6 separate regions of the Mus musculus genome follow, and regions 2, 3, 4, 5 and 6 are each linked to region 1. Evidence: chromatin contacts called from public ChIA-PET, Hi-C, HiChIP or PLAC-seq and promoter capture Hi-C data. All regions are on one chromosome and are shown on one strand. Each heading gives the region's core, a stretch centred on a gene start, on an enhancer-like site or on the middle of the called end of the contact. The rest is flanking DNA. Distances are from core to core; before and after follow the strand shown. Region 1 holds the start of Acbd6 (acyl-Coenzyme A binding domain containing 6). Region 2 overlaps Xpr1 (xenotropic and polytropic retrovirus receptor 1). Region 3 overlaps Qsox1 (quiescin Q6 sulfhydryl oxidase 1). Region 4 overlaps Xpr1 (xenotropic and polytropic retrovirus receptor 1). Region 5 holds the start of Lhx4 (LIM homeobox protein 4). Region 6 overlaps Xpr1 (xenotropic and polytropic retrovirus receptor 1).

Region 1 (4,562 bases), core at 603-3,102:
GTTAAAGGAGAGAGCCAACTCCTGCAAGTTGTCCTCTGACCTACACTGACACACACAAACTCAATAAAAACATAATTAGAAATACAGGAGGGTTCTCATGACTACCTTAAAAAAAAAAGAGTTCAGGAGAAATATATGTAACTATACCATAAGCATTTTTTTATTCTAATAAAATAAAAGAGACTACTATCCAGAACGTCATTTCTTTCAAAGTTCCAAAGAGCTGGGGTTTTCCTATTTTCCTAATCATCGATTTTCTTTTCACATTTGCATCTAGATTCCTTAACTAATCCTGTAAGCTTCTTAAAGGCAGTGTCATGATGTTCTTTCATCTTTGCATTCTCTATAGACAGAACACCCAGTGTTCTGCTGAACTGTATCTGTCCACTGAAGGAAGGCAATAGTCTTTCCTTCTGGTACCTAACCTTGAAAGATAAATTAGTCTTATGTTTATAACTCAAACCTGTCCTTACTTTATCGGGTAAAATTCAGTTTTAGAGACAAAAACTACACTTTAATTCTGATATATCCATGTAACTTTCTAAACTGCCTACTCCCCTGGGTTTTCTATTTGGAAATGAAAGTGATTCAGGAAGCTGAGTGGAGAGTTAGTTCATCACCAGACCTCCATGTTACCTGCATGGAGCCCTTAATTTTAAAAATGTGGAGGGACTATATCTAGCAGGACCAAATTCAGCCAAAAACATAACAACTATATTTAGAGTTCCTAAGAATCATAATAGTAATATTGTTAGCATCTTATACACAGTAATGTTCTCTTAAATTTCAAACTTATTATTAACATTACCATGTTTCCTATCACATGTCCTTCTGGCAACAGCGAATGCCAAATTTTATTTTATCATCCTCATTTTGTAAAGGTTCAGAGGCAAGGCCACTGAAACATTGTCATTCAGTGCCCGGCTACATAAATATTCGTTGGATATCAGAGAGATTATTCCATGTCCAGAATGATGCTATTCTCCAGGGTAAAAAACAAAAACAACAAACACACACATACAAACTTCATTACGCTCGACCATTAGCCACGCAATCTGCTACTAAGTTTTTGGAGGAAACAGCCCACGTCCTCTCATCCACCCATCTTTTACCTGCTTGAACCTGGCATACAGGTACAGGAGCTGCTCCCGGCTGGCTACCTGAACCAGGCCTTGGACGTGTGCGGCAGCCTTCTCAAACAGCTCGGCCAAACTCCGGGTCCCCTCGGCCTCGGGGGTCTGGAAGGATTCCATATCACCAGAGTCGTCCCCGGAGCTCAGTTCCCCACCGCTGTCGCCTGTGGTGGCCCCCGAGGGTAGGAACGGTGTGGCCATGTTCACTAGCTCGCTGTGGCCGGTCCTCCCCGGTGTGGCGCGGGTTCCCGGGCCTGATCCACCGGTCCGGGTGCGGAGCTCGAGCGGGAGTGGGAACGCAGTGAGCTGTCTGGCGGTCTCAGGTGATTCTGCCACTCCGCCTACCCGGGCGCACAGGACCGCCCCGTCCTCCCCCGGTTTCCCCTCGGGCTTCGCCCGGGTCGCTCCAACGGTGCGGGGTCTGGAGGCCGCTCGGCTGGAAGATGAGGGGAAGCCGGCGGCGCGGCGCGTGCGGCTGGGACGGGAGCTGGGAGGTGAAGCGGGGCGCGAGCTCGGCGGGTCGGACGCGCACCCGGGCACGCGCCGGTGGATACGGGGCCCCGCCTGCTCCGCTAGCGTGGGTTGCGGCGGCCGCGGTGCGGGATGGAGATACGGGCCTCGGTGACAGACAGGGGACGTCGCTCGTGGTTTTGGGGGGGACTTCGGAGTCACAAACTCCGGAACTCACCCGGATAGGGCCCCCAGGGGAAAGGGAAGGAGGCGGTCCATTAGTGTAGCTGCTAGAGTAGAGTCGCGGGAAACAGAGAGCTGAGGACAAAGGTTCCGCCGTTTCCTAACCACCCACTCTGACTTAAAATAGCGAGTCACCAACAGATGGAAACCTTCCTTCACTGCCCCACCGTGTGTCTAAATGGTTAGATGACTCTCTCCCATCAGTGTTTTGTTTTCCAAACTTGCTGCCCCCTCATTTCCCAGCGCTTTGAGAGAAGGCATCACCAGGCCCCCAAACCTGCATCATCTCATCTCAGTTGTGCCTCACCAGGCCCCCAAACCTGCATCGTCTCATCTCAGTTGTGCCTGTGCTTCTTGAAGTGAAACCCAGTTCTATAGCTCTGCCGGAAAGGAACAGATCTTTCCACGTCCAGCACACTGTCAAAAAGAAAAAGTGTATGCATACACAAAGTTCATTACGTCTACACGCAGACCGTGTACATTTGCTATCAGTTTTTACGAAAAGCACGTTTTGGTACTCTCTCCTGCAGGAATTTGAGAACCCCAATGTGGAATGTCGCTTGAAGAAACTGCTCTCAGTTTTTGGGGTGTCTCACATCAACTGTGTGTGTGTGTGTGTGTGTGTGTGTGTGTGTGTGTGTGTGTGTGTGTGTGTGTGTGTTGTTACTAGTAGTACTAGTAGTGGTGCTAGTAGTAGTAGTAGCTTTCACCAACCCAAAAGCTAAGAATGTCGTCAACTATCTTCTTGGGCCTGTAGGAAAGTTTTCCCCGTCTCAGTGTTACTGCTTCTCTGTGTACCCGCCAATGTATTTTTAGTTTGCTTTGATTTATGACTTTCTTTGTTCTGTAAAACTATGAAACTGTTTCCACATTGGAACTTGGAATTTGGGGTAACCTAAATTTGTAGTCACTCGAAGTGACTCCAGAATAAACTATTATTTATCTTTAAGATGAGTGTGGTGATTTGAGTAAGAGTGGCCCCAATAGGCTCATATACTCGAACGCGTGGTTATCGGGAAGTGGTACTACTTGTGAAAGATTAGGAGATAGGGCCTTGTTGGAGGAAGTGTGTCAATGAGCTTTCAAAAGCTCAACCCAAACCCAGTGGCTCACTCTTCCTGCTCCCTGTAGATCTGAGATGTACACCTCTCAGCTGCCTCTCCAGCACCACGTCTGCCTTCGTGCTGCCATACTTCCACCATGATGAAAATGGACTAACCCGCTGAAACTGTAAGCCAGCCCCAATTAAATGCTTTCTTTAATAAGAGTTGTGGTCATGATGTCTCTTCACAGCAATAGAAACCCTAACTAAGATAATGAGGGATGTGATTTTGGTATCAGCAGTGGCTAGTATGTTCTAAATATGGTAGAGACACACACTCATGTGTAGTCATTTATCACTAGTAGCTTAAAACTAATAAAAACACTAATAAACATAAGGCTAATAACAAAGAACTACAAAGAATGGTTATTGATTGACCATTTAGGATTAAACTTTCAACAGAACTTTGAACAGGATAAGTGAACAATGAGAAACAGGAAGAAGTTAAATGGCTTGGGTCTGACTTTCACGAACATTCTTTGAGAATAGAGAATGTTTCCACTATTAGTCCCTCCACAAAAGGAAAAACAAGGACAAATGCACACCTTATAACATGCATAGTGGTTTGAATAAAACTGGCCCCCATAGGCCGGTAGAGAATGGCACTATTACGAGGTGTGGCCTTGTTGAAGTGGGTGTGGCCTTGGGTGGGTGTGGCCTTGTTGGAGGACATATGTCATGGGGTGGGGGAGTGGGAGAGTTGTGGGGTAAGGGGTGGGCTTTGAGGTTTCAGAAGTTCAAGCCAGGTCTAGAGACTCACTGTTCTCTTCCTGATGCCTGTGGACCCAGATGTAGAACTCTCAGCTACTTCTTCAGTACCATGTCTGCCTGCGTGCCACCATGCTTCCCACCATGATGATAATGAACTAACCTGTAAGCCAGCTCCAATGAAATATTTTCCTTTATAAGAGTTGCCATGATCATAGTGTGTCTTCACTAAGACAATGTGATAACTGGAAGAAATAGGTCAGCAGAGTAGATTAAAAGGATACACTTAGTTCTACCTTAAGATGGAGAGCAGACTTTATTGATCTGATGTTGGTGCCCCAAATCTGAGGAGACAGGAGACTGCCGTGCAGGGTCTGGGATCCAGCTTTTGGAATGGAGAATTGAGGGGTGGAGGAGTTCACCAGGGTGGGAGAGAAGCCAGATGGCCTGTTTTGAGGCCTTCTGGCTCTAGGGCAGGGACAGGGATTAATTGCTTTCTGGAATTCCATGGAGATTCCTGACAACTCACTCCTGCTTTCATAGCCCTGGTTTTGAGGAAGGAGGTTTCTTTAATGACAATGACTTGTTGAATCTCAGTCTCTCTCTCTCTCTCTCTCTCTCTCTCTCTCTCTCTCTCTCTCTCTCTCTCTCTCTCTCTCTCATCTCTCTTTAAAGATTTATTTGTTTTATGTATATGAATACACTGTAGCTGTCTTCAGACATACCAAAAGGGGGCATTGGATCCCCATTACAGATGGCTCCAGTCTGACTTGCTGAGTCTCTTAATGTTTGAGAATCTTTTTTTTTTTTTTTTTTTTCTGAGACAGGGTTTCTCTGTGGAGCCCCAGCTGTCCTGGAACTCACTTTGTAGACCAAGTTGACCTTAACTTAGAAATTCGCCTGCCTCCCAAGGGCTGGAATTAAGG
Region 2 (4,562 bases), core at 1,386-3,885, 240 kb after region 1:
CTTCCTTCTAGATACTTTCATTCTGAAACTGACAATACAGATAGTTCTTGTGACAAGTAATTAGAGTTTTGATATGTGTGTGAGGGTGCATATTGACCAGAGGTGGACATTGGGTGTGTTCTGTAGTCATTTTCCACCTTGTTTTTTGGCAACAGAGTCAGTGAACCAAGAGCTCACTAATTTGTCTGGGTTCACTGTCCAGAGAGGTCCAGGAATCTGTCTGCCTTTACCTACCTGGCACTGGGATTACAAACATGCACTGTGCCCAGCCTTTTATGTGGGATCTGCCTGGCTTTTTATGTGGGTATTGGGCATCCAACTCATGTCCTCATGCCAACACAGCAAGTATTTAACTGAATGAACATCCCCCCAACCCCATGATTCAGATTTCTGTAAAAGAACTCAATAGTGTCCCTATGCTAGTAGGATGGTGGTGTGGGAATTATCCTCTGTTTCAGAGTTACAAAGGTTAGGATAATAAGATATATTGTCCTTGTACAGCTGTGAGGTTTATGCCACTAAGTTACTCTACTGTGGCACACATTCCATGTGCTTGCTGTCGTCTTTTACTCAGAGTTCTGTTTTCTGTCCACAGCCTGCACCAGCATGGACTACTTTTAGAGTTGGCCTATTTTGTGGAATATTCATTGTGCTGAATATTACCCTTGTGTTTGCAGGTAATTCTTTCCTTTTAACTCATTTGTTCCTATAATGTTTATGTCATATTCTGTCCTTCTGTAAAGACTCAGCATATCTACCAAAATCACTGTAAGAAGTTTGTGGGGTGGTTTTAGACATTTGTTTATTTTTCCTTTGGGATATAATTTTGTAGAACATTGATGTCTATTTACTATCATTTTCTAGTCTTTAATTTCAGGAGTTTTAGAGTTCAGTTATTAAGAACTTAACCCTGGGCCAGGAAGATGTCTAACGATGCTTGCTACCCAGTCTACTGATTTTTTGACCCCTTCATGTTAGAAGAAGAAATCTGACTCCCAGAAATTGTCGCCTGACATCTTTGTGTATGACATGGTATATGCGCACATGCACACACTAAGTAAAAAGTGTAATTAATATAAGAACTTGTTTTCTTTGTTATAGATGAAGATAAATATATTACAAAGTTCATTCACTAACCCTTATTTATTCTGCTTATTATAGAGACTCCTCACATTTCCCCAGAATCTGCTTATACCTGCTCTGCATGCAGTCTTTAGAGGCTTAGCTATGTAGTTTTCAAGTCAGTGAAATCTAAATGTAGGATTGGGGTTGGAGCTTAGGTGATAATGCTTGCCTAGCATGTGTGAAGTCCTGTGTTCAGTCTCCAGTACTGCATAAAACCAGGTGTAGTAGCACAAACCTGTAATCCCAGCATTTAGGAAGGAGAGGTACAAAGATCAGGAGTTCAAGAATTTCCTCAGCTACATAGTATATGAGTGTGTTTGAGGCTAGCCTGGGATAAATGAGGTCCTATCTCAAAAAATAAAACAAACCCACACCCAAAGAAATTAAAAAGGAATTTCTATAAGAGCAACAATAGTCTCAGCTTTAAGAAATAATATAGTGCCAAGCAACAGGTAGTCTTACAAAGCCTGCCTAAGAATTTGAGCAGCCCTTCAGTAGCATTTCACCTTGCCACAACTGGAAAACCTTCAAATGTCCCACCTGTTTTTCCTATTAAATTTCTTTAGGATTTCTTTTCTAGTTTCTTTCCCAAGTCATAGAGTTCTTTGTGGCATTGAAATGTTGGATAGATGGACCGGGCATGGTGGCGCACGCCTTTAATCCCAGCACCTGGAAGGCAGAGGCAGGCGGATTTCTGAGTTCGAGGCCAGCCTGGTCTACAGAGTTCCAGGACAGCCAGGGCTATACAGAGAAACCCTGTCTCGAAAAACCAAAACCAAAAAAAAAGGAAGAAATGTTGGATAGTTCCAGTATATTCAGTTCTCATGTTTCTGCTTTCTATGTTAATTTTCTATCTAGGCAAATTATTCAAGCTTATGGCTACAAATACTATCTATATGCTAATGACTCGCAAGTATATATTCACTCTCCTCTGAAAAAGATCTAATTGACTGTTTGGCTATCTAATAGGCATTTCCCATTAAATAGACAAAATGACCCTTGATTTTGTTTTTTAAGTCCCCAGATAAAGCTCAAAAGTCCCTATTTACCACCGTGTTAGCTGAAATCATCAAAGCAAAAAAAAAAAAAAGAAAGACTTATTTTGGCTCATGGTTGTAAAGATTTTAGTCCTTGATCACTTGGCCCTGATACTTCAGGCCTGTGGCAAGGCAGAACTTCATGGTGATCACAGTATTAGAGAGCCAAGTTGCTCACTGAGCCTGACCTGTCTCTCCCTCCCAGCAAACTACAAGCTGGGGAACAGCACACATGACCTTTGGCTAACACTTAGACTCCAAACATCTTTCATGTTTCATATTTGATATTTCATATCAAGAAATCTTATTGCTGTGTCTTCATACTGTTTGAATTTTATCACTTATCACTCCATCCATCAGTACTGTCTTTGTCTGAAGAGTCATTTCTTGTTTACTGTATAACAGTATGCATTCACTGTAGCCCTCTTCTAACCACAAGTCTGTGGGCGGTGGTTTTCTTTCCCTGGTTCTCCTTTCCTCAGCCCCTCCCCCACCAGAGTAAACAAGGCCTTCAAGGATATTGCACTTGAGATGTTTGTTACTTCCTATCCTGTCTTTCTCCCCTGAGTTCACTCAGATGTATTTACTTTTCTTTGAACACATTTGTTGCCTAAGGAGCTCTTTCCCAGGGTGTCTATTTGTCTTATTCCTTCCCTTCATTTAGATCTCTATTCAATGCTGTCTTTTCAGTGAGACCCTATACCAAAATAGTCTCTTCTGTATTTTCTATCCCTTCAGCTTACATTAGCTTTCTTGAGATGCTTGTGATATGACAGTGCATCCCGTACTCATGTCTCTAATCCCCACTAGTGTATGAGCAATATTTGGACTTGATCCCAAACACCTCGATGCCTGGGCTTTTGTCTCTGTACTGGAACACTACATGGAGCATAATAGGAGTTTAACAAGTATTGAGGAAGTCTGAATGGATAGAAGAGAAAACCAGTTGAGATTAAATGATGTACAGAATTTTATTATTTCTTGCAAGCATTCTCCTCAGCATTGCCTGTTTTACATTATAAAGTTATAACCCTAGTTGCAAGGGCTTTTACACGAACTCTCCTATTGACAGTATGCTTTCATTGTATTATTAGTTCTCTGGATAGAGCGACGGCTCAGCCATTACTCACAACCAAAACTTTGAGAGTTCTCCTTCCTACCAGTTGCAAAAAAGTATTATGCATCCATAGCATACAAATTAATATTTGTGATTTATGATAATTTTGTAACCTGTTTCTGTGTATATAGGGTAATTATAGTTTATTTGTATAAAATATATTAAAATTCTACAGTTCCAACATTCACCTAGATTGTCAAGCTAGCTGCCATGGGAAGAACATAAATCCTGCTTGAGGCTCAGTTACAGCTCCATCATTGGCTGTTAGTTGGTTGCATGGACAGCTGTTCTTTTCTAAAACAGTTTCCTCATCTACTCAATGAACTCAGTACCTTAAACTTACAGGATTCTTGAGAATTTATTTTTATTTGTTCATCCTTAAGTAGTTTTTTTTTAAGAGAATTATTTATTATGTATATGAGTACACTGTAGCTGTCTTCAGACACACTAGAAGAGGGCGTCAGATACCATTACAGATGGTTGTGAGCCATCATGTGGTTGCTGGGAATTGAACTCAGGACCTCTGGAAGAGCAGTCAGTGCTCTTAATTGCTGAGCCGTCTCTCCAGCTCCCTAAGTAGCTTTAAAATCTGGTGTGTGGGGGTGGGGGTGTGTGTGTGCGCGCGCGCATGCATGTATTTTGCATAAATGTAAATGTAAGTACAGTCACATGCCACTGCACAGGTAAAGGATAAGGACCACATCAGGCATCACTCCATCTTGTTTTGAAGCAGGATTTCTTTATTGTTTACCTCTGCTGTGCCAGACAAGCTGGCCTACAAGCTTCCAAGATTCTCCTATCTCCGCCTGCCATCTTGTTGCTGGAGCATAGGGATTATAGATCTGTTGTTATAAAATTATGTGGCTCCCTTGCACTCAAACTCAGAGCCTCTCACTTGCACCATAAACTCTTTGCTCACTGTGCCATCTCCCAGTCAACCCACAAGTCACTTTTATGTGTCTCATGACTGCCCTTGGTACCCATGAGTCTTCAGACAAAAAATAAAAAATAAAAGAAGTGTGGGGTGCGGGGGAGTGAGTTGTGTAGCTCAGTAACTGAATGCTTGCCTGTCATAAATGGACTCCTGAGTTCAGTCCCCAGTACTGAAAAACCAGGAGAAATCAATCCTTAAGAGCTTAAGTAAGACAAGGGAAGAAGCAGATGGCTTTCTTTTCATGTGAATTAAATGGAAAGGGGTTTTGTTTGTGTTTTATTCTTTAGCTGAGTTCTTAGTAAGCATAGACTATAATATTGTGACGGTTTGACTTCTCAATGCATGCAAT
Region 3 (4,562 bases), core at 1,050-3,549, 220 kb before region 1:
GCGGCCCATGAGCTAAAAAATGAAAGGTCTTTTGCCAGCCTAGCCTATTACCAATGAAGGTTTCTCCTCAGTTTGGTTCTTGTCTTTTCAAAAGAAAGAGCTGAGCCAAGAAACACAGACAGCTAAAAACAGTTTACTTATCAAAAGCAAAAAGGAGAGTGCACTCCAAGCGGGAATGGGCATTCCAAAGGGAGGTGGGTAGAGTCCCACTGGGCCCTGTGTTAGGGATTTAAAGACTTTTTATGGTGCCTCCCTCTGGTGACACCACTGACACCCTCTTCCCTAGAGCATGATCTTTCTTCCATCTTATGGCTTGAGACGTCCCTGCAGTTTTTCCTTCCTGGCTTAGCAGGATGTTTGTCGTGGGGAGGGGGTCCTGGTGTCTGTTTCCGAAGAACCCAACCACTGCTCCCAGGAGGCTGGGTGATAAAGGGATTCTGGGCATCAGAGAGCAGCTGCCAAGATACAGCTGCAGTTTTCCTCAATTACCTGACGCGTAGCCCCTTGCCTACTCCACATAAGTCCGGCTGGGCCATCAGTTGCTGCGTCAGAAGACTGCCTGAAGAGATTTGTGCCCAGTGTTCAAGGCAGTCCTGGGGAGTGGTGTGGTGCTTGGAACTTTCTCTGAGTGGTTTCATGTGGTTAGGTCAGCGTTGTAGCCTGAGCCTTGATAGGAGAGACCCACAGGGCCTAGGCTACATAGAGTTTCTTCTCCTCTGTCCAGAATAGAGTATATGAATTCACATTTGTGTCTGATGGTTTTTGTTACAACGTAAAACTCTATAGAATTGTTTCTTACTCTCCAATCGCCACTTGCTCCTCCCTACAGTACTTCCCTGGGCAGCCTTTGGTCCAGAACTTCTTGCATTCCATAAACGACTGGCTTCAGAAGCAGCAGAAGAAGAGGATCCCCTACAGTTTCTTCAAAGCTGCTCTGGACAGCAGGAAGGAGGTGAGTCCAGCAGGCAAGTGAAGGCCCTATCAATGCCTCGACATGTCTGGGACTGGGAGGACTTAATGCCTCAACACTTGGTGACGTTATCCAGAGGTTTGCATTAAGTGATTCCATTTATCACTAATAAGCTGCTTCGTTGGGTCCTATGGAATATCTCATCGAATCCTCATACATCAGAATTTTCACTTAGCAGATGAAGAAAGCAAGTTTAGGAGATTACATAACGGTTCTAGCCTAAGACCCTGTAAGGACCTGTCAGTGAACAGAGCTAACACCTCTGAGGGATGAGGCAGTGGAGACTTATTTTTGAGATAGGGCCTTACTCTGTATATAAGGCTACTGACCTTGAAACTCAGCAATCCTCCTGCATCAGCTCCCCAAATGTGAAGATGATAGGCATGAGCCACCACATTTATCTAAGACACCAGAGTTCTTAACTCTTGCCTGCTTCCCCAGCATGGCCCCCAGCAGAGCACCTGTTCTTTCTGCTGTCTGCAGAAACAAGCCATACCCAGTGGACATACAGACCCATGTGAGTTTATAAGGAGTCAAGGTTCCAGGGACCTCGATAGAACTTGGTCTATGCCATGAGTTCTCAGATCTGCTAATCTTCTGGCCAAGAAGATGGCTGTGGTGCTGTGGGCTCCTGGAAGCTTCTCTTGTCATCCCCGTTTCCACCCCTTCTCTTGTCTGCTTGTGCACTCATGCTCATGTGTGTCCCTTCTAGGATGCTGTCCTTACTGAGAAGGTGAACTGGGTCGGCTGCCAGGGCAGTGAGCCACACTTCCGGGGGTTTCCCTGCTCACTGTGGGTCCTCTTCCACTTCCTGACGGTGCAGGCAAACCGATATAGTGAGGCCCACCCACAGGAACCAGGTGAGTCCAGGGCCTGCTCACTGCACTCTGCCTCAAATCTGTCTGTCTGTCACATCTGTCTGTCCCCCATGGGAGTCAGCTAGACTGATCCTGTATTAGTGGGAGGCAGAAAGAAAAGGAAGTGTTTGCAGGAATACAGTTCTGGAGATGCTGAGAAGAGGGAGGCAGAGCTGACAGAGCCATGATGTGGGGCAGTTAGACCTGGAGTGGGGGTGGGGGAGATGGAGCAGGAGGGGGCACAGTGGTACAGACACTGATGTTGCAAAGCAGAGACAGACACACACACACACAGACACACAGAGAGAGATGGGAGAGAGAGAGGGGGGGGGAGGGAGAGAGAGGGAGAGGGAGAGAGAGAGAGAGAGAGAGAGCACTCCTACGAGGTCCTGGGGGATAGAGGGAGGTTACTTTCTACAGCGTTGGAGCTCTGCAGAGGAAGGAATGTGTAGAAGCAACAGGAAGTGAGCCCCAAGGTATCTGAGGTACAGGAAGAGAAAAAAAACATAGAAAGTGTGGGTGGGTGACCTTCAGGAGAGTCTGGTTTCAGTTCAAGAAAAAGTGTGGGAGTCGACAGAGACCCTTGCTAGTACCAGCCTATATGGGGGAGTCAGAGTGAGAATAAGGAGGGACATAGAGGCAGACTAGAAGCTATTTAGACCAGAGGAGGATAGACTTCTAAGAGGGTCCCAGAGAGGTGAGGCTCGCCAGAGAGCAAGTTGAGTGGGAGCTGAAGCAGGCAGGTGGAGGAGGAGGATGGAGGCTGGGATGAGTGACCTGCTTCTGTCACCTGTCTAGTCATGCCACAGAGCCTGAACGTCCCACTGAAGAGGAGAGGGGGAACTGAAGTTTAGGAGTTTGGGAGGAAATGGGACCATCTCTGTGGTGACCCCCGAAAGGGTAGAAGTAGGCAAGGGAGTATTAGGCCTGTGTCATAGGCTGGAACGTGAGGCACTTTGCTGGGGACCACAGCAGAGTTGAGGAGGGTGGGGCAGCCTGTGGGGAACCCTGATGGAGACAGCAGAGGCTGGCAGTGTGAAGAGCCTTTCTGTGGTGTCTCCTTTTCCCTGCAGCTGATGGCCAGGAGGTCCTCCAAGCCATGAGGAGCTATGTTCAGTTCTTCTTTGGCTGTCGTGACTGTGCGGACCATTTTGAGCAGATGGCTGCAGCGTCCATGCACCAAGTGAGAAGTCCCAGTAATGCGATTCTTTGGCTCTGGACTAGCCACAACAGGGTTAACGCTCGCCTCTCAGGTAAGGAGGGCTTACTTCCAAGGCTGGAGGTGGCAATGGGGGCCATACTGGCTGTCATTTTCAGTGGCACTCTATGCTTCTTACACATATCTGCCAGTCCAGTCTCATTGGCCCCATGTGCAGAGGAAGCAGATGGGGACACTGAATGACCCTGGTGCTCAGTGCTAGTGTTCCTTCCCCTGCTGGTCCCAGGACCCCTCTCTCCTGCTCCTCCGCTCTGCGGTCCCTCTATATGCCTCTTATCAGACTAACAGGGAAAAGAGCATGGGTTTTCCATACCCAGAGAAAGTTCTTACCAGAGTGGGCTGGGGAGTGGGGAGCCTCCCCAATGTAAGTAGTTACTTACATTGTTTGCCTTTCCGTGCAAGTGGGAGCATGGTAGTTCCTACACAGAGCCTGGGAGGGAGCCTTCTCTAGACTGGATGCTACACATCTGGGGAGTAGTGTATACCTCCCAGGCAGCCCTCCTAGGGTAGGAGTTGGGTGGAGCCGCTGGTACTGTAAGCCAGCACTTGGTTCCCTGTCCTGGAGTCTCCTAGTGGCTTTTAAAAAGAAGACATATAGGCTGGAGAGATCGCTCAGCAGTTAAGAGCACTGACTGCTCTTCCGAAGGTCCTGAGTTTAAATCCCAGCAACCACACGGTGGCTCACAACCGTCTGTAATGGGATCGAATGCCCTCTTCTGGTGTGTCTGAAGACAGCTACAGTGTACTCATATGCATAAAATAAATAAATATTTAAAAAAAAAGACATATGCCTACCTTCTCTGCCAGCCTCTTCCCCTGTCCTTACCTCACCTCTGCCACCAAATGCCGCAGTGGCCAGGTCACCCTGTAGGCCAGAACTGTGCCAGTTTGTCCAGGGCTTGTTTGGGTTTGTAGTGGTGCTTGGAATGGAACCTTGGGCCTAGCTCAAGCTAGGTAGACACTCTACTACTGAGCTATTTCCCCAAATTTTCCTCTGCCTTCTTTTGAGACAGAGGCATCCAGACTGGTCCTGAACATTCAATCCTTCTACCGCATCCTGAGAGGCAGGGATTACAGACCTGCACCACTGAGCCTGGCTACCTGCTCCTTTTGTTTTTGGGTTTTTAATCTTGGTTTATTTTTGCTTTTGTTTTCTTTCTCTGTATCTCTCACCTCCCATCCTTTTAAAGGCTTGGTGAGCCTTTTTTTGCAGATGAAAAAGCTGGTGTTGTGAACAAAAGAAACCTGAGCTCCAGGCAGAGTGGATGCTATAGCTCACTGAGTGTACTCCAGGCAGAGTGGATGCTATAGCTAACTGAGTGTACTCCAGGCAGAGTGGCTGTTACAACTGAGTGTCCTTCCCTCCCCAGGTGCTCTGAGTGAGGACCCCCACTTCCCCAAGGTGCAGTGGCCTCCCCGTGAGCTGTGTTCTGCCTGCCATAATGAACTCAACGGACAGGTGCCTTTGTGGGACCTTGGTGCCACCCTCAACTTTCTCAAGGCTCACTTCTCCCCA
Region 4 (4,562 bases), core at 1,459-3,958, 200 kb after region 1:
TGTTTTGCCTGTATGTTTGTCTGAGTGTCACATGTGTACCTCGTGCCTAGAAGACGGTGTTGGGGGAACTGGAGTTACAGACAGTTTCAAGCCCACATATGGATGCTGGTGATCAAACCCAGGACCTCTAGAAGACTGTCCCACACTCTTAACTGCTGAGCCATCTCTGCGGTGCCCCCATCCCTTTTGTTTTGGGTAGATTCTTACTTTGATGCTCAGGCTGGCGTCAGACTCATTGGAATCCTCCTACACCAGCCATCAAGGGCTGGTATTACAGACATGTGCCACCTTTTTTTAGCTAGAGCTGTTCTTTTTGATAGGGGTACATCATAAAATTCTTAAGGAGATAGAGCAAGGTAATTGTATATTATTCAATAAAAGAAATTGGCATGAAGCAACATTTATAAGTTGGTGATATAGAATCAGCAGATGTATGACCTAAAAATTCAGGTTTAACATTTTACTAAATCAATAATTTTCATCATGCATCTTTGGACCAACTAAAGTACTAACGTGCCTTGATCAATGGAAAGACTTGACTCAGAAACTCTGGGAATAGATCTGGGTCTTCTGTTGAGTTTGAAAACCCAAGACCTAGAATATTATTGCCAGGAAATGATTCTGTGTCATTCAAGAGTTAGGCATTTATAGAAAGTCTCAACAAGTTTATACCACCTATATTAGAATGTTTAAAAGAATTAACCATGCATGGCAGTGGTGGCACATACCTTTAACCCCAGCACTCCAGAGGCAGATCTCTGAGTTTGAGGCCAGCCTGCTCTACAGAGCTATTCATGACAGCCAAGGCCACACAAAGAAACCCTGTCTTGAAAAACTTAAAAAACAGAACAAACACAATAAACAAATTATCAGAGGGAGAAATGATAACATACTAGTTGTCATTTAGAATGAGAGGAGACCCCTTCATTGTGCTCCCATATTTGAGTAAACAGATAGTGTTATAGTTAAATTTATCATTTCATTTTTCTCCTTGTTATTATTTGTTGACTAATGGAGCGTCTGTGTTTGACAAGCTGAAGGTAGAGGGTAGACTCTGTTAGTTGATCTTGGTCAGTCTAGAATGTCGTTTGGGATGGTGTCAGAATAAGTCCTGAGGGAGATGAGGGAAGAGATATTCTTGTCTTGTCTTGAGCAAGCATTGGGACCATCATATTTGTCCCGGGTATGTAGGTCTTTATTTGAAATCGTTGTCCTAATGTGTTAAATGTATATTTAAAAAACATTGTGTTAGCATTTATGGAGAGTTCAACTAGAAACGTTTGTCTTTTATTTTACTTGGCATCTTGATTTTGTTTTGTTTTGTTTTGTTTTTTGAGACAGGGTTTCTCTGTATAGCCCTGGCTGTCCTGGAACTCACTCTGTAGACCAGGCTGGCCTCGAACTCAGAAATCCACCTGCCCCTGCCTCCCGAGTGCTGGCAGCATCTTGATTTTGAGGAAGGGTGAAATGAAACCCCAGAAGTAGATGAGTAAAGCTGTGCGTTTCTAGTTGGCCTGTGGTAAAATGGTCTGCTACAGATAGATGTAGGCTTGACACAGATGCAATTATATCACATTTGTTTTTAACTTGTAAACTCATTGTTTTCTTAGGCAAGAAAGCTAAATGCTTGACCATCAGAATACTGGTCCCAAAATAGGGTCCAGACTGTTTTTCAACATGATACATTTCCTGCTGAAATGTTTCCATTGGGGACTGGAAGGACTGGATTATTTATAGACTAGTGTGCTTTGGACAGGTGCTGTGTTTACATAGATCAGTAGAATTATCAAATGTCCCCGAGATCGGCCAGTGTCAGAACATTTCATTTTATTGTCACTTTTTATAATTAAAAGAGGAGAACAACTATGTGGATAGACCAGGGTATCATTGTGTGTGTGTGTGGGGGGGGGGTTCCTTTTTTGGATTAAGTTTTGTTTTTTGTTTTTGTTTTGTCTTGAGACGGAGTCTCACTGTGTCGCCTAGATCTCAGAGGTCTGCCAGCGTGTGCTGGCATTAAAGGTGTGCACCACCATGTCTGGCCTTGCCATGAAGTCTTTAAAGACTGCTTTTGTGTCATTGAAAAGAAAATCTCAATCCTAAACATTCTCTTTCTCCTCGTAGTTTTGGCTTCGTGAGATAGAAGTATTTTTAAGGAGCTAACCTGTAAAAACAGAATATTTATCATGCATTATTGAGACTTTTGGTAAAATTCTTTTTTCTCCAACATATTTTTATTAATTTGGGGGGAATTTTATACAGTGTACCCCAGTCTCACTTGTTTCCCACCCTGGCCACCCTTGCACCCTTAGCGCCCCAAAATACACTAAGTTCAATTTGTGTTACTCATTGGACTATGATCAGACTTCCAGCAGCTAGCCCCTTAAAGATAATTGAGAACTTTCCTCCACTTCCCCCACCCTGCCAGAAACCCTCAGCTGTGAAGAAGCTACACTACAGCATCTTTATCACAGTTTTCTTTCCTTTTTTAAAGATTCATTTATTTATTAGATACCAGGTGTTCTGCCCACATGTATGACAGTGTACCAGAAGAGGGCACGAGATCTCATACAGATGCTTGTGAGCCACAATGAGGTTGCTGGGAATTGAACTCAGGACCTCTGGAAGAGCAGCCAGTGCTCTTAACCACCGAACCATTTCTCCAACCTCCTTTATCACACTTTTTAAAGACTCTCTAGCTTCCTGTCTGCCTGTCTAAACTGTTTCCTCTCCTCCCCCCTCTTTTTGGTGGTAGGAGGTTGTCATAGAAGCCTTCAGTGTCTCTCATTCTCAGGAATCTGTAGTCATCAAAATCTTAAATTAACTGTATTGTACTAAAACAAATACCGAGCTAGTTAATATATAAAAGGAACTTTAAACATAAAAAATTTAACCTTTGTACCAACTTTTTATATTTAAAATTATCTATTAATGATGCGATTTTAGAATTGATCCTTTAGTTACTACACAAGGACCACTTTGCCATAAAGGACATGAAATAGACCAAATAGAACTTTTCTAGTCTGTCTATCTTCCCTGGTAAGAGGCTGTTTCTGAAACTTTCATTTCCTTCCCTTCCCTTTGTTATTTTTTGAGAATTTAGAATCTGTTTCCCTTTAGTTAGGAGACTAGGTAACATACTATAAAATGTGTCTCCTTTTCTCTGTCCACCATGTCTTCATCTCTCTGGATGGATAGTCAGAGCCATCTGAAGTTGTAAATTCTCCATTATGTTTCTTTTTGTAACACATTTACTAGAAGAAACAGCTTGTATCTTGAGACATTGGCCCTTTTGTAGTCTTTTTAAAAATTAATTACTTTATTTATTTACATTCCCAATAAATAAATTTCCTCCTTCCTGGTCTCCTAGAGTTCTTTACTGCATTCCCCTCCCTGTTGCCTTTGAGAGGGTGCTCCCTCCCAGCATCCCCCTTCCCTGGAGCATCAAGTCTCTACAGTATTAGGCATATCCTCTCCCACTGAAGCTAGACAAGACAGTCAGTCCTCTGCTACATATGTGCTGGGCGGGGTGGGGGTGGGGTAAGGGGGGAGAGCTCGGACCAGCCCGTGTTTGCTCTTTGGTTGGTGGCTCAGTCTCTGGGAGCTCCCAGGGATCCAAGTTAGTTGACACTGTTGGTCTTCCTTTAGGGTTGCCTTACCCTTCAGCTCCTTCAATCCTTCCCCTAACTCTTCCATAGAGGTCCAGTGGTTGGCTGTGTCTGCATCTGTCTCAGTCAGCTGTTGGTAGCGCCTCTCAGAGGACAGCCATGCCAGGCTCCTGTCTGCAAGCACAACATAGAATAGTGTCAAGGCTTAGTGCCTGTACACAGAGATAGAACCCAAGTTGGGCCAGTCACTGGGCAGCCTTTCCTTCAGTCCCTGCTCCATTTTTGTCCCTGCTGTTCTTTTAGACAGGAACAATTCTGGGTCAAAAATTTTGAAGGTAGGTTGGTGACCCTATCTCTCCACTGGGGGGCCTGTCTATCTACTGGAGGTGGTCTCTTTAGGTTCCACCAATCCACTGCACTGTTAGGCATTTTGGCTAAGACCACCTGCATTGAGTCCTGTGAGCCTCTCACATTCCAGGTCTCTGGAACTTTTCTAGAGGTTTCTTCCCACCCCCACCATAAAAGCTCTATATTTTCATTCATTCTCCTGGCCTTCTGGGCTTCTCCTGTGTTCCCACCACCACCACCACCACCTGATCCTGTCTCCCCTTTCCCCTCCCCCTTCCACCGAAGTCCGTCCCTCCCTCTGCCTCCTATGATTATTTTGTTCTCTCGTCTAAGTGGGATTGAAGCATCCTCTTCTTGGGCCTTCCTTCTTGGTAAACTTAAGATCTGTGACTCTTTTGTAGTATTGCATTACATGATTGACAATCTCTTTGTGCATATTTTCTGTGATCATTAGTGCTTATCAGTCCTTTTATTAAAAAAATTATTTTTTACATTATAGGTATTGGTGTGTTGGAAGACAGACATTAAGAACATGCACTTGCATGTAGGACAACTCAGAAAACTCAGAAAATTATGGCGAATGAGTGGGATCTAGTACAATACAAATGC
Region 5 (4,562 bases), core at 1,409-3,908, 180 kb before region 1:
CTACTATATACCTAACATTTTCTAAAAAAAAAAAATGGACTTTTTGCTCCATTCTGTTGAATAGCTAGCTCTCTCCCTGGTTTGTCTCTCTCTTCATCTTACTTTATCCTTCCTCTCCTTTCTTTCTTTCTTTTTTTTTTCTTCCCCTTGAAATCACTCCTCCTGGGTCTTCTACTTTCTACAAATGAGCACACTCTCAGCCTCTATGTTATTTTCTTTTTAAAAGTACTTGTAACTTTGTAACATTCTTACTCATGATCTTTGAATACATTGCTATATAAATGACATTTTAAGCTATAAACTATCCTACCCTAAGTTAGGGATATAACTCCATGGTAGAGCCCATGCCTACCTGCCAAGCAGATGCAATGCTTTGAATTCTTTCCCCAGTAGTATAAAACAGACAAACTATTGTCAAAATGCCCTTAGAAGACATTTATATTCTCACTATGAATTGTCCTGTTTTCTTCACACCCAAATGAACAATGGGTATTATCCCTGCTTTTCTAATTAGCTAATAATTTTTATTGGTTGTCACAGCATTACTATGTTGCTAGACCTTATAATCCGAGTCAGTGATTATTTAAGATAATACCTAGCAAATCTAATATGCTTCTTCAAACCACTTTCTTTTGTTGGGTATTTAGGTAAAACTTCCCTCCAGATTATAGTGCTGTAATAAAGATCTTCATGCATGAATCTTTAAAAAATATTCTAGGTTACTTTTGTGTGTATTGAACACTCAAAATGGAATTACATGAACTAAAATATAGGAAAATTTTATGGTTTGGATAAATTTCCTCAAATATCTTCCCAAATGGATATTAAGAGTTTATAAAGACAACAGCAATGCCTGAGAGAGAACCATTTATAAACATCCTTACCAACTGAAATCCTATTTCCTCCCAGGTTGTAGGAACAAACCAATAAACAAACGGTTGGGGCTACACTGGTTTGTTTGGTTGGTTTTTTTCTTGTGTGTTTGGTTGCTAATGAAATTAGCATTTCCACCGTATTTTCTCAATTTGTGTAGACAGCTCAGTAAACAGCAAGACAGGACCCTCGTTAGTGCTAGGACCCATAGAAATTGCTGTGACCTCATTGGACACAGATCCTAAGTAGCACACACAGCCACCCCTCTTACTGTCCATCCTCCTCCATCACCAACCCTAAAACACCAGGAGTAAAAACAAAAACAAAACTTCTCAGCGCAGGGTCCCATTTGGTTGTAAAGACCCATCTGACTTGAAGTCGGCAATTAAATTAGGAATGGTAGTGTCCGAGGTGGCTGTGGCTGGGCCCAGGGCTGACCCGGTAGGTTTCTAGAGCCGGTGGTCAGGAGGCGTCGAGTGTTTGAAAAAGTGCTAGCGACTTCGTCCCAGCATTGATCTTTGCTTTATTGCCTCCAGGAATGAGAATGGGAAGAATGAGTTTTCTACGCGCGCGTTTGTGTCTGTGTGTGAGTCTCTGTGTGTGTGTTAAACACAACAGCAATGCACGCCCTTTGCTGGTCAGCCCCGGGGGCCCGGTGCACGCCTCCGCCCAGTACACACGCGGCCAGGGATCGTTCAAAGTGCCCGCAGTGGCAGCCGGTTCGGCCGAGCAGTCTCCAGGAGCCAGAGAGGGCGGATCTGGGTGGACGCCGGCTGGAGACCCAGTTGGGAGGGCGGGCGGCTGGGAGGCGTGGGACTAGGACTGGACCTCGGGTGGTGAGAGTGCCGACTGTGGCGGAAGGCCGAGGCGAGTGTGGGCGCGCACGAAGACCCGCGCCCGGCCACCTTCGTGCGCGGCCCAGGCCGCCTGCCTCCATCCGGCTCCGTGGCGGCCCACTGCGTGACTCGCGCGTTCCCGGCCGAGTACGAGCTGTCCCTGGCCCTGCCTCAGCCAGACGCGGGGGAGAGAGAGTAGGGTCTGGTTAGTACCGGCCGGAAAGGAACTGGCCAGGAAAAAAAAAAAAAAAACAAGTGGAGGATGGATGGAATCATCCAGTTACAGAACACGCTCCGTGGGCTGGAGAAGCTCTGAACTCGGAGCGCCAACCCAGGGTCCGCTGGGTCCTGGCCCACCGCGCCCCCTCCTTGATCCTAGAGGACCGATGCTGGGGGCGAGCGGGGAATCCCCAAAGCTGGCAGAAACCAGCTCTGCGTGGTCCCTGCGCTCCGGGACCACCTGCTGCCGCGGCCCAGCCCGCCGCAGTATTTATACCGGGGCGCGAGCCCGCACGGCAGGGTGGGGGAGGGGCTGCAGGCCCCGCCCCCTATCAGGCGGCCCCGCCCTCCCGCACCTCCGACCAGATTCGGGGCTACCGAACCCCCCCTACTTCTCGCCCCCTACTCTGGCTAGCCGGGGGTCTGCAGCGGGCTGCCCGGTTGGCAGCACTAGCTGGAGGGCGGGCTTCCCTGCGGAAAGCGACGTCACGGCCGCTCCTGCAGTGTGAATGAATCAAAATGCCTGGGTGACCGCGGCCTCCAGGGCAGCCGGCACGCGAAGGGTGGAGGGGGAGGGGGAGAGGAGGGCGGGGAAGGGAAGGGGGGGAGCCAGAGCTGCAGCAACAGTGTCTCCTCAACCCGGGATGTGCACCAGCCCGGGAGAGCGAGATCAAAGGGATTTGAAACAGCCTGAGGACTGGCGGGGGAGGGGGCCAGCCAGCTTGTGGAGTCCTCCCGGAGACGCGGAGGGCTCGGTTTCCTCTGTGACTTCAGCGGCCTGGTTGGTTTTATTATTATTATTTTCAAATTTCCGAATCCAGCCAGAGGGAGAGAGCGAGAGATCTCGGTAGACTGCGACTTGCTGCCTCTGGCTCCAAGATGATGCAGAGCGCGGCTGTCCCCGCGGAGGGGGCTGTCAAGGGGCTCCCGGAGATGCTCGGTGTGCCGATGCAACGTAAGACACCCTCCTTTCTCGCTAATTTAATTTGATAACAAGACAGCTAACAGCCTCAGCGGGTGCGGGGAGGCCGGACGCGCCGTTCAAGGCACTGACCGGGAGGGGTCGGGGTGCAGAGGCGGTCACAGAGCTGGGGTACTACCAGTCAGTGTTTGAAGGGCTTGACTCTTGGCAATTTGGGATCGAATTCGAAAGATTCCGGGATACTGTTCGTGGAGGGCCCAAGGGTATAGAAAGTAGCATCTTTGGGCCGTCGCTTTTATGAGAACCCTAGGGAGGATGCTGTTTGGGGACAACAGAGGTTTCCAGCTACAGGCCAGGCCCGAGGGCAAAAGTGGTCCCCCAATTGATTACCTTTCGCGGCAATGGCCAAAGCTCGCAGAACCGCTGGTACAACTTTACCCCAGCTGGCGGGAAGTTGGAGAGCGCGTCCCGGGTCGCAGGGCTGTACAGAAGCCCCCTGTCACACTCTTGGTTTCGGCAGTTCGAGCACTTGATTGAGTCCCCAGTCACTGCTGCCCGGGGCACCCGCCGCCTGTGTTGCCGCCAGCAGACTGCTCCGGGTGAGCGAATGCACTCGCCACATTCCAGCTAGCCGAGGAATGCAGCGGCGAGAAGCTCTGGAACGAAGTTGTGCGTGCAGCCTTTGCTTAGGCGAGGGTAGGCAATCTTAGTGGCGCGGGGCTGGAAGAGGGAGAGAGACTCAGACGTGTGGGCACTTTGCTAGCTCTCTCAATTTCTTCCAGAGCCTGCAATTAGTTACGGCAGGTCTCTCACCCCAGGTTTCTGGTTTGTACGGATGTGCACACACGGCAGAGATTTTCCGGGTGGGAATCTGTCTGTGTTTCCGACTCCTGAACAGATAGAAGCAATCTGTGCAGAGACCCGAACAGGTTCTCAGGCTTAGCGCGCGCTTGCGGGCTCCTGGTTAAGTCTGGGTTTACAAACGGCTGCACTGGGCTAGGTGCCCCTGGGTACCCTAGAGAGATGAAGGGTTCCCTCGATGGGCTTGCCAAGAGACTACACTTCCGCTTACGACTGCTTTAGTGATGCGGTAGGAGTTTATTGTAAGTAAGAGCAGGCTCACCCAGGGATGGAGACTACCTACGATCCCCGGCGCAGCAGCGCGCCCTCCTGCGCCCTGCCTCTCCATCGCAGGGGTTCTGTAACACAAATCTCAGGGCGGGCTGTCCAGCCAATGTCTTGAGATTTATTGTAAAGTTTTTGAGAGAAAAATGGAAGAGATAGCTTCATTTGAGCCTGTTTTAGATTGTTCCTCCGCTGTAGCCTACAGTTCTTGTGTCGCCTGTTGGCGAACAGTTGCAAAGTTCGCTGCGCCTTGGAGAATTGACTGTCAGCGTATTCTGTAAGCAGTGTTGGTAATTGCTTCCAACAGCTTGTTGATTCTCATCTCCTAAACAAACAGAAAAGCAAACCCTTTCTAAGGTACCCACGTTCTTAAACTACTTGTAGCTATGCTGCACTCATAAGGGCGGTCTGTGAATGGATAAAGGATGTGGGGGTCTGACTCAATCCTCCTTAAGTACCTGTATTCTAATGACTTCCTCCACAGATGTCCTGTCCGGATTCTGGACTCTCCTCTGACGGTACTTTTTTTTTTTTTTTGTCATATACAAAATTCACATTGTCTTGATTTTTGTGTCTTTTGCTCAGGG
Region 6 (4,562 bases), core at 584-3,083, 170 kb after region 1:
CGCCAGGGCCAAAAAAGGGGAGTGGGTGGGTAGGGGAGTGGGGGTGGGTGGCTATGGGGGACTTTTGGTATAGCATTGGAAATGTAAATGAGCTAAATACCTAATTAAAAAAAAAGATTTATTTATTTTATGTGAGTACTCTGTCTACATGAACACCAGAAGAGGGCATTAGATCTCATTACAGATGATTGTGGGGCACCATGTGGTTGCTAGGAATTGAACTCAGGATCTCTGGAAGAGCAGCTAGTACTCTGCTGAGCCATTGTGGTCTTTTGCTTTTTAAGACATTTTCTTTTCTTTTCTTGAGGGGAGGGAAGCGTGAGCCACAGTTTACTTATGGAAGTCAGGGACAGCTTGTGGAGTTGGTTCTCTCCTTCCACCATGTGGGTCCTGGGGTTTGAACTCAGGTCATCTGGCAGGTCATTTACCTGCAACTATCATCTCTCTGGCTTGAGAAATGCTTTTTCCTGTTCCCCACCAACATGTTGAGAAAGTACACTTTAACTACTCAAATTACCTAAATGTGGTAGTTAGCTAATCTACTCTGCAATTTGGGGGACAAAACTATAAAATCTTTGTTTTTTGTTTTTTGGTTTTTTTTTTTTTTTGGTCCTAAGTTTTCAGAGTTTCACTGATGAAGATGTATATCTAAAATAGAAGGATTTCTGAGCATAGGTATGGTGGCGCAAGCCTGGAGTCCCAGCATTCAGGAGGCACAGCCATTGTTGCTGTAACTTCTAGGCCAGCTCAGCCTAAAGAGTTTTTCTAGTTTTCACATTTACTATGTATGTAGGCCCAGTGTTTATCTTTAGGATAATTTTGTTATTACACTCTATTTATTTAGTGTGCATATGCAGGCATGTGGAGCTCAGAGAATAGATTTTGGGAGTTGGTTCTCTCTCTAGTATTTGAGTTCAGGGACTGAACTCAGGTCACTGGGCTTGGGAACACATGTCTGTCCACAGAGCCAGTCTCCCAGCCTCATCTTCAGGGTATTTTTCTTAGTCTAGAGGGATTTGATTTTTCAGGTGTGTCTTCATTTTCCCATGCCCTTTCATTTTAATATATAAGTGAGTAGCCATCCTATGGATTGTACAACACTGATGGATTATTAAAGTTACCCGAAGTCCTGAATACATTCTTAATTTGGGAAACTAAATGTAGTTACTGGATAATGAGAAAGAATTGTTCAGCCTATGCTTTCAGCATAACTTTAACTTGTGATTTCATGTATTATTTTTCTTTCTTTCTGACAGGCATTCAAGGATATGCTGTATTCAGCTCAGGACCAGGCACCTTCAGTTGAAGGTAAGTTGAGTTAACTCAGTCACAGAATAGGCTTATTTTTAAGGAAAAATATTTTAAACACCGGGCTATGAAATGAATACTGTAATTTGTTCTATTATATATGTGTTTTGGTTTTGGATTTATTTATTTATTTATTTATTTATTTATTTATTTATTTATTTAAGCTTTTGTTTGTCTGCTTCACATACAGCCTTGTGATGGATCTTATACTATATTCTTGAATCATCTGCTATTGTTTGGATATGAAGTGCCTCCCATAGACTCATATATAAAGGCTTGATCCTAGCTGGTGACACTAGTGTAGAAAGTTTTTGGTAGGCTGGGCCTTATTTGGAGCAAGCAAGTCACTGGGAATGTGTCCTGGATTGACAGGCCTTGTTCTAGACCTTTCTAGTCTGCCAACTAGTGTTCTGCCATGAGCTGAGCTGCTGTACTTCACCAGATGCGACCTGCCACGAGCCGTGCCCAGAAACAACAGAGCTAGCCAGTCACGGACTGAAGCCTCAGAGACTGGAGCACACTGACAAAACCAAAACCAAAACCAAACACCCAATGAACACGTCATCTTAGAACTGTCGATCACACTGCTTTAGTCCAGTGTTTTCTCTGATGCCCTTCTCCCTCAGTGTTTATGTCCATCCGTCTGTCCATCCATCCATCCAGTCTAAGCTTATAATAGTTAGGCCACACAACTTTTCTGTATATACAGTACATGAAGTTTAATAACAAAGTTTAAGAGAGGATCTTAGCTTCAACATTTTTCTTAAATTTATGTATTGCAGTGGTGGGGCATGCCACTGTATGCTTATACAGAGGTCACTGTGTGGGTTCCAGGGATTGAATTAAGGTTGTCAGACTTGGCAGTAAGTGTCTTCACTTGCTGAGCTTTTTCACCAGCCCCTAAGCTTTGGGGAAAATATTTGGTGAAATAGATAATATATAAAAAGTATTTATGTCTTCAATTTCTTTTTCTGTTCCACATAGGCCTTAAGTTTTATAGAGTTAAAAACTTTGGTGCCAGAGAGGAATATTTTTATCTTAAACTTGTGATTACCAGTTATGTCTCACATTCAGCAAACCTGGGTGTGGGGTGTGTGTGGTATAGATTGTGAGCCATATCCTAGTGATTCTCCTTCCTGAACACTAGTATTATAAGCATGTGTTACCACATCTGGTCATATAAAGAATGTTTTTTTAATAGTATCTAATGGACAATTATTTTTAAAATGCTTATTATGGGTATAAGTTATAACCGTACTATGTTATTTAGATATGTTAAATGTTTGTAGCTTATTGCTAAGATTAAAGAACATTTATAAAATTTCTGTTTATCTGTTCTCCAAATGCAACCTTTGAAGTCTGTGATCTGGCACTAGAGCAAGCTTTTAATAAGTATTATAAGGAGTTATATAACAGCAAGTACCACAAATATCGAAAAAAGTAAAAGCTGGAGAAATTGAGTAAATTATGGATTTTGGCTGATAATAGTGTGCCATTATTACTGACTGGTCGAGTGTTATATAAATCGACAGGGAATGTGTGGAGGTGTGTGGGACTGCTCTGTACACTCATTGTCACTTTTTGGTAAATTCAAAACTATTCTAAAGTGAAAATGTTATTTTAAAAGAAAATAGATACCATAAGGTTTTATACAGCTGCTAGAGGCTAAATGTAGATTCAGTGCTAAGGTTTTCTAGAGTTCCAAGGATAGGGCAGAAGAGAAAATAATTTCAAAGTGCACATGAGAGGGTCATGGAAATGGCTTTCGGAGTCAAGGAGCTCACTATGCAAACCAGATGATGTGAGTCTGGTTCCTGGAACCCCATTAGGGTGAAAGGAAAGAATGAATTCTATAGAGTTGTTCTCTGTCCTTCGCACATGTGCTGTGGCTTGTGCTGCTACACACACACACACACACACACACACACACACACACACACACGCACATACCCAATATTAATTTGTTTTAATTTTAAATGTGTATGAGACATATATATTAGTTCCTCAGGAAAGGTCAACTTGGAGCAAGAAATAAAAGAAAAAACTTCCTTTCACCTCTATGTTAGTTTTGTTTGTTTTGTTTGTTTTGTTTTGTTTTGTTTTTGCATTTGTTTACCCAGTCTAGTTAAAAATTTAAACGATGTTGAATTAACATAGAATGGTGGCTTTTCTTCACACTGTTTTGTAATGCATTCCTCTTGGTGGGAAACATACTTTTAGCCAACCTTAGCTAAATATGGCTAGTTCATTTACAAATATATGACTTGATGTAAGTCACTGTTTATGAGATAGACTATTCTGTTTTTCTACCCTTTTTTCTTTAATCTCACCACTTTCTCTCCAGTCTTATTCATGGATTTTGTTGGAACATTTCACTTTCGATTGGTTTGTTTTTGATTAGCAGATGTGTTACAGTTTCACTAAGCTCCTTAGGATTGAGCTCTGACTGGTATTGAAGATAAAAGTGTGCTTGTAAATAATTCAGTTTGATTATCTGCTTGAATGAACAGAGTCCACTTCAGGCATTTTCTTGTGTCTCACCTCTGTCCCTAGATCTTTGTTGTTTTGAACAGATGTGAGCCCTTTTTTCTTCTGAAGATTGGAGTGCATTTCTAAAATTCTTGAAGTAGTTTCTGCATGTGTAGGGTTATTATCAAGTGTACATTCATGGTATATTACTTTTCATGGTGTTTATAATCTAGTCTCATAGTCTCCATTTCCCTTTTTGTTAGGTTGTCTTATTATCTCTGGAAATTATTTCATAGTTTTATGACCTAAAAAATAAAATCTTTGGCATTTATAAAAGAAAGTTGTATTAATCTGCTACCTTTTAAGCTGGTAGCTACAAAGAGAAGCTGTTCTGGTTTTGGTTGGTGTTATTTTGTCATTATGTTTTCAAACATCCTTTTGCTGTTGATGAATTTGTTGTATGAGAAGATTAAACCATGGAGTGGTAATGGAATGCTCAGATTATTTCTAGCAACTTTGAGAGCTATAAAGAAATAAATGACTAAGAATTAGAAATTGAGACCATCTATTATTTCTTTAAAGATTTAAAAAAAATCTTTCACTACGTTCTGTTAGAAAGGACATAAAGTTCTGATTGATACTCTGAGTCATGAAGTAGAATTCAGGTTATGTCTTATTTATCCTTATTCCATATTTATACTGGAAAAAGGTTACATGTTCATTTTATTTACATTATGAAGTGACAGCTTCCAGGTGAAAATGATTGTTCCCTAGAAAGCTGGACT

Evidence for each region. Hi-C and Micro-C count contacts between places; a contact is called where the count stands out from the background. ChIA-PET counts read pairs in DNA pulled down with a chosen protein or histone mark. HiChIP or PLAC-seq counts read pairs in DNA pulled down with a chosen protein or histone mark. Capture Hi-C pulls out chosen DNA fragments and counts their contacts.
Region 2: a contact with region 1 is called in a Hi-C map of the G1E-ER4 cell line, with 2.3 times the contacts expected there. The contact joins the enhancer-like site here to the promoter of Acbd6 in region 1. A contact is called at or near these places in 13 of 39 promoter capture datasets (the 3T3-L1 cell line, the C10 cell line, the HPC-7 cell line and 9 more), 2 of 484 Hi-C or Micro-C datasets (the G1E-ER4 cell line and bone marrow-derived macrophages), 12 of 115 datasets of contacts at active chromatin or transcription factors (the 230-238 cell line, bone marrow-derived macrophages, craniofacial prominence and 9 more) and 3 of 9 other capture datasets (adipose tissue, liver and pancreatic islet).
Region 3: an H3K4me3 HiChIP or PLAC-seq map of the SCID.adh cell line shows a contact between it and region 1, with 17 read pairs. The contact joins the enhancer-like site here to the promoter of Acbd6 in region 1. A contact is called at or near these places in 17 of 39 promoter capture datasets (the 3T3-L1 cell line, 3T3-L1-derived adipocytes, the HPC-7 cell line and 13 more), 1 of 15 datasets of contacts at CTCF or cohesin (embryonic stem cells), 9 of 484 Hi-C or Micro-C datasets (B cells, CD4 T cells, CD8 T cells and 5 more), 12 of 115 datasets of contacts at active chromatin or transcription factors (the 230-238 cell line, the SCID.adh cell line, T-cell acute lymphoblastic leukemia and 9 more) and 4 of 9 other capture datasets (adipose tissue, embryonic stem cells, liver and 1 more).
Region 4: a contact with region 1 is called in an H3K4me3 HiChIP or PLAC-seq map of the SCID.adh cell line, with 2.6 times the contacts expected there. The contact joins the enhancer-like site here to the promoter of Acbd6 in region 1. A contact is called at or near these places in 8 of 39 promoter capture datasets (3T3-L1-derived adipocytes, the C10 cell line, cranial neural crest and 5 more), 3 of 115 datasets of contacts at active chromatin or transcription factors (the NIH/3T3 cell line, the SCID.adh cell line and stem cell-derived neural progenitor cells) and 3 of 9 other capture datasets (adipose tissue, liver and macrophages).
Region 5: a promoter capture Hi-C map of adipose tissue shows a contact between it and region 1, with 2.5 times the contacts expected there. The contact joins the promoter of Lhx4 here to the promoter of Acbd6 in region 1. A contact is called at or near these places in 12 of 39 promoter capture datasets (the 3T3-L1 cell line, the HPC-7 cell line, cranial neural crest and 8 more), 1 of 15 datasets of contacts at CTCF or cohesin (CD8 T cells), 13 of 484 Hi-C or Micro-C datasets (cerebellar granule neurons, cortical neurons, embryonic fibroblasts and 3 more), 16 of 115 datasets of contacts at active chromatin or transcription factors (embryonic forebrain, embryonic hindbrain, embryonic limb bud and 9 more) and 4 of 9 other capture datasets (adipose tissue, embryonic stem cells, liver and 1 more).
Region 6: a contact with region 1 is called in an RNA polymerase II ChIA-PET map of memory CD8 T cells, with 5 read pairs. The contact joins the enhancer-like site here to the promoter of Acbd6 in region 1. A contact is called at or near these places in 2 of 39 promoter capture datasets (the 3T3-L1 cell line and the C10 cell line), 2 of 115 datasets of contacts at active chromatin or transcription factors (memory CD8 T cells and stem cell-derived neural progenitor cells) and 3 of 9 other capture datasets (adipose tissue, liver and macrophages).

What each region holds. Positions count from the first base shown.
Region 1 is chr1:155,555,410-155,559,971 of GRCm38.p6, reverse strand. Acbd6 (acyl-Coenzyme A binding domain containing 6) reads right to left here and starts at 1,852. Exons shown (of 8, transcript NM_028250.3): 1 at 1,113-1,852. The coding sequence starts at 1,334.
Region 2 is chr1:155,320,429-155,324,990 of GRCm38.p6, reverse strand. It overlaps Xpr1 (xenotropic and polytropic retrovirus receptor 1), which reads left to right. Exons shown (of 15, transcript NM_011273.2): 7 at 596-677. Among named protein-coding and RNA genes, the nearest start is that of BC034090, 78 kb to the right of the region's middle. Within about 2 kb of position 2,635, at least 28 of the 459 cell types and tissues checked have an H3K27ac peak or open chromatin away from gene starts, as enhancers often do. A contact at or near this core is called in the G1E-ER4 cell line, the HPC-7 cell line and bone marrow-derived macrophages, where this site is marked.
Region 3 is chr1:155,779,793-155,784,354 of GRCm38.p6, reverse strand. It overlaps Qsox1 (quiescin Q6 sulfhydryl oxidase 1), which reads left to right. Exons shown (of 12, transcript NM_001024945.1): 9 at 830-952; 10 at 1,683-1,830; 11 at 2,901-3,080; 12 at 4,417-4,562. Among named protein-coding and RNA genes, the nearest start is that of Qsox1, 31 kb to the left of the region's middle. Within about 2 kb of position 2,299, at least 37 of the 459 cell types and tissues checked have an H3K27ac peak or open chromatin away from gene starts, as enhancers often do. A contact at or near this core is called in the 230-238 cell line, B cells, CD8 T cells and 5 more, where this site is marked.
Region 4 is chr1:155,359,842-155,364,403 of GRCm38.p6, reverse strand. The region is part of intron 2 of Xpr1 (xenotropic and polytropic retrovirus receptor 1); the gene reads left to right. Among named protein-coding and RNA genes, the nearest start is that of Xpr1, 55 kb to the left of the region's middle. Within about 2 kb of position 2,708, at least 10 of the 459 cell types and tissues checked have an H3K27ac peak or open chromatin away from gene starts, as enhancers often do. A contact at or near this core is called in the SCID.adh cell line, where this site is marked.
Region 5 is chr1:155,740,123-155,744,684 of GRCm38.p6, reverse strand. It overlaps Lhx4 (LIM homeobox protein 4), which reads left to right and starts at 2,658. Exons shown (of 6, transcript NM_010712.2): 1 at 2,658-2,883. The coding sequence starts at 2,808.
Region 6 is chr1:155,381,357-155,385,918 of GRCm38.p6, reverse strand. Xpr1 (xenotropic and polytropic retrovirus receptor 1) reads left to right here. Exons shown (of 15, transcript NM_011273.2): 2 at 1,257-1,308. Among named protein-coding and RNA genes, the nearest start is that of Xpr1, 34 kb to the left of the region's middle. Within about 2 kb of position 1,833, at least 22 of the 459 cell types and tissues checked have an H3K27ac peak or open chromatin away from gene starts, as enhancers often do. A contact at or near this core is called in memory CD8 T cells, where this site is marked.